Regions from separate parts of the Sus scrofa genome. Here regions 2 and 3 are each linked to region 1. A link is a contact called in public HiChIP or PLAC-seq data. All regions are on one chromosome and are shown on one strand. The core of a region is the stretch at or near the end of the contact, and the rest is flanking DNA. Distances in the headings are between cores, read along the strand shown.

Region 1 (2,575 bases), core at 27-2,526:
ATTGAGACAGAAAAATGTGGCAACACTGAAAAAAAAAAAAAGGCAACATTACCATTTAAATTAGAGTAGCCTTTAAAGCTTAGCAACCAACTGTACTTTCTGGTATAGTTGGATAAGCTGTGACATTAACACAAAATCCACTCTGTCATCATTATCATCATCAACAGCAATATTTTGGGAAGCCTCCCACTCTACCAATCAGAGGTCAATCCATCCTCTACGTACTAGAAGTACTTCGTACTTTGATTTCAGCACTTATTATAGTCAGTTGATTATCTCCTCCACAAGAGGATGGGCTCCTTGAAATAAAAAAGACTATTTTATATGCTCCCCCCGCATCCTTCTCATAAGTTATAAAAATAATATATGCTCAACAGATGTTTATTAAATTAAAAATGGAAAAAGAAAATTCTTGCTTATTTACATTTTCTTTTTTGTCTAGTAGACAAAAATCCATCCAGTCTCCAAATTCCTACATAAAACTCTCACTTTAGCCAAGAAGAGAGAGCTTACAATTAGCTACAAAAAAAAATTTTTGTGCAAAGTTAAACATTAGGGCAGAAAGGAAGGAATTCTTTTTTTTTTTTTTTCCATCTCTTTGGTATCTTTATTGCCCAAGAGAAAACAATTTCCCTTGTCAAAATTGCACTGTCTTCTCTTTATACTAAATCAGATTTTGTACTAAGGCTTACAGATTCTAGTTCTATTAAGCTGCACAACAGTTAGTAGAAAATTGGATGATTATATGACCTTGATATTGTAGACAAAGATTTGCATACGAGAATAAGTGATATAGTTGGTTTGAGATACAGCTTATATGTTTTCTAGATAGGGAAAAACAGAAGTAAAAGAGCAATGCAATTTGTTGCTCTGGGCTGTGTTCCTATGTTATTAAAGATCAAGGCAGATATGAAAAAGAGGAAAATATTTCATTCTTTCATCCAGTATACTTGCCATGTAGTCTGTATATTCCTACCAACAGGAATATACCAGTAAACGAGACAAACACAAACCCTGCCCTTAGTGAGCTCATAGTCTAGCAGGGAAAACAAGCATAAGCAAATAATTACACACATAAACACCTAAACAACAGATATGAAAACTGATGTAAATATTATAGGGAATCCTTCCTGGGAAAGAGAATTCAGGGAAAATATCACTGAATAAATGCATTTTCAGCTGTGACTTGAAAGGTGAGTAGGAATGGGCTAGACAAGAGGAAGGGGAAACATCATAGTAGTAGGCAGATGGAACATCATATGCAAAGTCACCATTACTGGAGGAGTATAAATGAGGCTGAAGAGGAGGAAGGAATGAGGAAGTACTGGGGATTTTTCAATAGTGAAACACCATGACATTTCAAAACATTTCAAAACTGTTTTGACTAATACCAAGTGAGAATAGTTTGGAAGCAGAGATAACAATTAGGGGTTTTTTGCAGCAGTCCAGGATGGAGTCTGGTGTTGAAATTGATGGTAGCTGCAGATAATAAGAGGCAAATGGATTTTAGATATATATAGAAGCAGCACAAACACTTGGGGGAAGGGGGATCCTTTAGGATTATATGTTATTTAGAGCCTATAACCTTTAAAATCGAGTTTCATTGTAACAAATTTACTTTGCCACTATTTATTTGTTAATTGTTAAAATTTGTGTATTTATTTGCCATATTATTATGTATCTCCTGGGGAATTAAAAAAATGAGGTCAAGCAAAAGAAAGTTAAATGTGATACCAGAGCACACAAATACTCCAGTAAACAACTACAAGAAACAGAAAGATTAAACTATTTATAGGTTAATTATTAGTCCATTATGATTGACTTAAAAATAAGAATATCTTACTGTTTTTGTGATCCAGAAAAAAAATAGCACTGGACTAGGAGCAAGGAAATCCAAATGTTCTTGTTGTCAATAATTGGTTGTAATGAATTGAGTAAATCATCTGTTAATCTTACTGGGTTCCACTCACCTGAACTGATTATTTAAGTTTCTCCTAAAATCATAATTCTGCAAAGGACATTAAATCCTCTGGGGACGAGGTTTCTTGGGGTTCTATGAGGAAGACAAGTCCAGAGAAGTTGCTCTGCTTGTCAAAATTAAGAAAGGCAGCTAAATCTAGAGCCTATGCATTAGGACAGCCTGCACTCCTCCCTCCCCTTCTACCAGCACTTCTATCCATGCCAGCAAATTGCCTCATCTTCATCTAGGAGTGATTTTGCATTAACTGCAATCATGAAATGAATTATTGTAAAAACATTAACTCTTTATAGGTAAACTTTTAATTATGAGAAATTACCATATTCTTTAATTTCAAAATATGCAGTTCCAGTTGTTGAGAAGTCTTCTCTATACTTAGCTTGAATTGTCCAAACACCATATCTATGGAAACAAAATATTGAAAGTTACAGAAGTTATCAAATATTTTAATTCAGGAGTTCCCATCGTGGCTCAGCAGAAACTAATCTGACTAGCATCCATGAGGATGCAGGTTCGATCCCTGGCCTCACTCAGTGGGTTAAGGATCCGGCATTGCCATGGCTGTGGTGCAGGTCGAAGATGCAGCTCATATCTGTG
Region 2 (2,575 bases), core at 34-2,533, 360 kb after region 1:
CAAATTTAACATTTTATTTAAATCGTTAAAAATTTTGTAAAAGTAAAACAAATAGCAATCCTAGAATCACTATCCATCATTCACTGTGAAATATACAGTTCACTTCACACTTTCTACATCTAGATATATGTACACACAGACTTAAGTAATATGGGATTGTAAATCAACTATAATAAAAAATTAAAAAAATAAAACAACATCAAGAGAGTAATATGGGAGTTCTCGCTGTGATGCAGCAAGTTAAGGATCTGATGTGGTCTCTGCAGTGGCTCAGGTCATTGTAGAGGTGCTGGGTTTGACCCCTGGCCTGGGAACTTCCATATGCTGTGGGCACAGCCAAAAAAAGTAATATGAATTATTTAATACTGCAAAATGTTTCTCAGCTGTCATGCATAATGGTGCTGAATAGTATGTTAATTAGCGAATGTCACTGGATCCTCCAACTGGAATTCAAAATGAAATAAAAAAAATGGACATCCGATGCTCTGAGAATTTAATACATAAGTATCTATTTCACACAGGCTCTCAGAACGATTTGTCAAACTAATTAATTTGTATTTTCTCTTAGCGAAGTGCTTCTGCTGTTCACATTCTTTCCATAGCAAAGTCTGTCTGACATAAGAGCACAACCCACACACCTACACAGCATTCAGGAACAGTCACCTTTTATTTAGAGGAGAAAGGAGGACAAGAGCAAGAGATGTAGAGAAGCATCTCCCTGGGGCTCAAATGAAGTTAGAGGCACAAAAGGGACATATTTAAAGTTACAGATGGTACTATGCCAGTGCTGAGTGCGGCGACTTGATAAGGATACCCATATGGTCTTTCATGAACTTATTTTCTCTATCTCTCTGATAGGTGGGGCTCTCTTAACTAGTGGGGCCCATGCGCCCAGTTCTAAGGCTGGTACTGGCTTTTATCATTCAGTGTCCACATGCTTAGATGGTCCTCCTGTTTCCCAGTTGGGTACCTGTTCCCACAGCTGTTCCATCATTCTGCCACCAGTTCCAGTTTTCTGTAGGAGTTAATACCATGAGGGAGGGGAGCTAGCACTCTAGCTCCTTTTCTTTTTTTTTAATATTTAAAATTTTTTTATTTTGAAATAATTTTGATTTACAAAAATTTGCAAAGATGGTACAGGCTTGGGTATACTCTTCCCCAAGCTTCCCTGAATGGTAATATCTTCCATAATCCAGCGGCATTTACCAAAACCAAGAAATTGCCGTGAGTGCAACACTGTGAAAACATCACCGCAGACTTTATTTGGATTTCAACAGTTTTTTCGCCAGTTCCCTTTCTCTGTTTCAGGATATTACACTGCATTCAGTAATCATGCTCCCTTGGTCTCCAAGCTGTGACAGTTTTTTCTTTGTCTTCCATGGTCTTGGCGGTTTTGAAGAGTCCTGGTCAGGTAGTTTATAGGCTGTCCTTCAATTTGAGTTTGCCTAATGTTTGGGTTTGCCATGATTACATCAGGAATATGGAGGAAGAAAGTCACAGGGATGAACTGCCTTTTTCATTGTATCCTATCAGGAGTCCATGACAGCAACACGACTTATGACTGGTGACCTTAACCCTGAGTGCTCACTTGGCTAAAGTGGTGTCTCTGGTTTCTCTAGTTACTTGTATCTTTCTTTCCATACCCTGTTTTTTGGAAGAAAGTCACCAAGCCCAGCCAGCACTCCTCTAGGGGTGGGGAATGTATTTTAAAACTGCATTCATGGAGTTCCCATTGTGGCTCAGAGGTAACAAACCTGATTAATATCCATGACGACGCGGGTTGGATCCCTGGCCCTGCTCAGTGGGTTAAGGATCCACTGTGAGCTGTGAGCTGTGGTGTTGGTGGCAGATGCAGCTCGGATCCACATTATTGTGGCTGTGGGTGTGGTGCAGGCCAGCAGCTACAGCTCTGATTCAACCCCTAGCCTGGGAACTTCCATATGCTGGGGGTAGGCCCTTAAAAAGACCAAAAGAACCCCCAAAACATATCTGTATTCTATCATTGCTTATTTAATATCCCTTCTTACTACTCCCCACCTCCCACTTCTGGAAGTCCACTTAGCTCCTGAGCCTTTGGAAGAGTCTGTGATACACATCAACTTAGTTCTTGGCTTTTCCCACTATATTCGAAGTCACTTTTTCTGCATTCCAGTGTCCACAGTTTTATTGCTGTTGTCTCCTTTTCTCTTCTTTCTGGATTTATGAGTTTATGGGTTTTAAAAATATACCTTTACTGTGGTTTTAGTGGAATTTCAGAGGAAGTGAAATTGAATTATTATGTTGAACTTGCCATCTTTATCTGGAAGCCTTGGGGAAAACATTTCTTAATTATTAAAACTGACATTTAATCTGCATTATTTGCCATTTCTTTTTTTGTCATAATTCTACCATTGATATAATCTGTGGAATCATTGAATGCCTTTGTTTTTGGTACTATTGCTATGTTTCATAAAACATTGTGATCAGTCAAAAAACGCAATTCACAGCTAGAGAAATTAGGCTTCTAGTATTGGTTGATGTTATTGGCAGTGGTTATCAAAGGTAAATTAGAGTTAACTGCTGTAAGTGAGGTTTA
Region 3 (2,575 bases), core at 31-2,530, 290 kb after region 1:
CAGAAAAGAATTTGTTGGAACTGAGATTTATGACATTGAACAATCTTTTTCCTTTTTTAAAAGAAAGTTTCTATATTTTTTTTTTTCTTTTTGCTCTTAGGACTGATTGTGCAGCATATGGAAGTTCACAGGCTAGGGGTCAAATCAGAGCTACAGCTGCCAGCCTATACCACAGCCACAGCAACGTGGGATCCGAGCTGCATCTGTGACCTACGACACAGCTGATGGCAATACCAGACCTTTAACCCACTGAGCAAGACCAGGGATCAAACCCACATCCTCATGGATGCTAGTCAGGTTCATTATGGCTGAGCCACAACAGGAGCTCCCTCTATTTTTCAATAAAGAATAAATGCTTGTGAAGTTCCCATCGTGGCTCAGCAGAAATTAATCTGACTAGTATCCGTGAGGACGCAGATTCGATCCCTGGCCTCACTCAGTGGGTTAAGGATCTGGCGTTGCTGTGAGCTGTAGTATAGGTCGTAGACTTGGCTGGGATCCCGCATTGCTGTGTCTGTGGTGTGGGCCGGCAGCTGTAGCTCCGATTAGACCCCTAGCCTGGGAACTGCCATATGCTGTGGGTATGGCCCTAAAAAGAACACAACCCCCCCAAAACAAAAAACAAAACAAAACAAAACCAAACAAAAATCCCCAAGAATAAATGTACACTTGAACAAGTAAAATATTCTAGAGATGTATAAAAAAAGTTTTAAAGATTTTTCTCTTCCCTCTTTCCCCCGTTTCCTCCTCTCTGAGGAATCCATGGAAATGGTCTGTGTGTCTGTCTAGTATCTTTTGGAAAAACTTTTCAGATCCACTGTCTCTTTATCTCTAGTTGAATGAGGTCCCAGGCTCAGTGCTGCCCACAGACTCTCAGGAGTTCCTGGGCTAGCAGACTTGTGGGAGGCTGGTCCCTGGAAGGGCAAACTTCAGGGTAAATATTCCCCCAGTTCGCTAGGACCCTGGGCATGGGGTCTGACCTCAGTTTCCTTGCCTGAGAAGTGGGGTAAAGGGAGTCACTAACTCAGGGTCTTGTGGGGACCACATTGCATATCCACAAAGCAGGTGCCACAAAGCATGGGGCTTAGTACGAGGAAGCCTCTGCAGTCATTACCAAGTGAGTACAGGGTATTGCATCTTCCCCAGCTGCCCTTCCTTACTGCTCCCCAGCAGGAGGGCCCCTGAAGGCAGGTGGAAAGAAAGGCTCTGTGAATACCTTGGCCACCCTGCTGAGCCCAAGGGGATGCTCTTGAAAGCCTCATGCTGGTACCTAGAAAGGACACCAGGGGGCGCTCAGCTCACAACAGGAGGGAAAACCACACCACCACATTTTTTACTTGATCGAGCTTGCTCTGAACAGTGGATTGATTATTCCTGCCTCCCTTCCTGGGTGACCCTAGTAATGTTCACTCTAAGAACACCTGATGTTGGGGGGGGAAAGTGGGCCTTACAGACTTAGTCACACCTGAGTTTGAATTCTAACTCCACCATTTACTAGCTTTGAGATCTTGGGCCAGTCTCTTCACTTCTGGGATCTGCTTTCCTCATCCTCATAAGATGGGGATAATGACACCCCCCTCAGAGATGACACATGCAAAATGCCAGCCCAGCAGGCATTATCATTTCACAATCACTTCTGTATGGCTCACTGTTGTGTGTAGCCCTAAGGGGAACCCGGTTATCCTCTCTCCCTTTGTCCCTGCCCTCGTGGGCTCAGTGCAGCCAGTCAGACTTGGCTTCACTCTGCAAAGTGAGACAGCAGCCAGAGGCCTGGAGGAGATGGCCACATTTCTGGCTTTAGTGGCCAGGGAGACGCGTCTGGTCTTAGCTGCCAGGGTGGCGTGTGCCAGATCGTGAACAAGAGGCAAGGTTTTACTCCTTAGCTTTGCCACACGCTTGCTGAGTGCCGTTGAGTAGGTCACTTCACATCTCTGGGCTTCATTTTACTCATGAGTAAAATGAGGAGCTCTGTAAGGACCTTCTCAGCTCTGATTTGATGTCCCTGAGGCCTGGGGCCTGGGATCCCTGAGCACTGGGGCTGGGGACTGCTCATGAGGAAGCCCAGCCCACTTTACTTGGCCTTTTGCTGAACCAAGGACAGTTTTGACCCCTGAAAGGAAGCCTTCCTGAGATTCCCTGGGACTTGGTGCCCACTACAGGGGGTGGCACTGCAGAAGCTTATGTCACCATTGCAGAAGGGAGAGGCGTGAGGCTCAGAGAGGGAAAGAGACTTACCCAAAGTCACCCAGCACTGTAGTGCCAGGACAGGGACTTGAACCTGAGGTTGGTGCTCTGTCGCTTACCTGCAGCTGCCTCTGAAGGCACAGCTGAGTGGGACTTGCTGCAGCACTGTCGAGGAGGGCAGAGGATGGTTTCGGCTGGAGCAGTCCTCCTAGAGAGCCTTGAAGGATGGGAAAGCATTGGACGAGGGCTTCTCAAAGTGGGTTTTGCAGAACACTGCAAGCAGATTGCAGGCAAGATGTGAAGGAGAAAAGCAGTTCTGGATTCAGTAAAGTAGGGAAGTTCTATGTAAAGAAAAGGCAGCTTCAATCACCAAAGGGCTTCCCAGAGCTTT

What was found. HiChIP or PLAC-seq counts read pairs in DNA pulled down with a chosen protein or histone mark.
Region 2: an H3K27ac HiChIP or PLAC-seq map of alveolar macrophages shows a contact between it and region 1. The contact joins two enhancer-like sites. A contact is called at or near these places in 1 of 47 Hi-C or Micro-C datasets (embryonic fibroblasts) and 1 of 2 datasets of contacts at active chromatin or transcription factors (alveolar macrophages).
Region 3: an H3K27ac HiChIP or PLAC-seq map of alveolar macrophages shows a contact between it and region 1. The contact joins two enhancer-like sites. A contact is called at or near these places in 1 of 47 Hi-C or Micro-C datasets (embryonic fibroblasts) and 1 of 2 datasets of contacts at active chromatin or transcription factors (alveolar macrophages).

Annotation. Positions count from the first base shown.
Region 1 is chr1:261,065,450-261,068,024 of Sscrofa11.1, forward strand. It overlaps C5 (complement C5), which reads right to left. Exons shown (of 41, transcript NM_001001646.1): 6 at 2,298-2,380; 7 at 1-25. Among named protein-coding and RNA genes, the nearest start is that of C5, 22 kb to the right of the region's middle. Within about 2 kb of position 1,277, at least 1 of the 83 cell types and tissues checked has an H3K27ac peak or open chromatin away from gene starts, as enhancers often do. A contact at or near this core is called in alveolar macrophages, where this site is marked.
Region 2 is chr1:261,425,633-261,428,207 of Sscrofa11.1, forward strand. It overlaps the pseudogene LOC110259667. Among named protein-coding and RNA genes, the nearest start is that of STOM, 19 kb to the left of the region's middle. Within about 2 kb of position 1,284, at least 4 of the 83 cell types and tissues checked have an H3K27ac peak or open chromatin away from gene starts, as enhancers often do. A contact at or near this core is called in alveolar macrophages, where this site is marked.
Region 3 is chr1:261,350,966-261,353,540 of Sscrofa11.1, forward strand. The region is part of intron 4 of GSN (a long non-coding RNA gene); the gene reads left to right. Among named protein-coding and RNA genes, the nearest start is that of STOM, 55 kb to the right of the region's middle. Within about 2 kb of position 1,281, at least 3 of the 83 cell types and tissues checked have an H3K27ac peak or open chromatin away from gene starts, as enhancers often do. A contact at or near this core is called in alveolar macrophages, where this site is marked.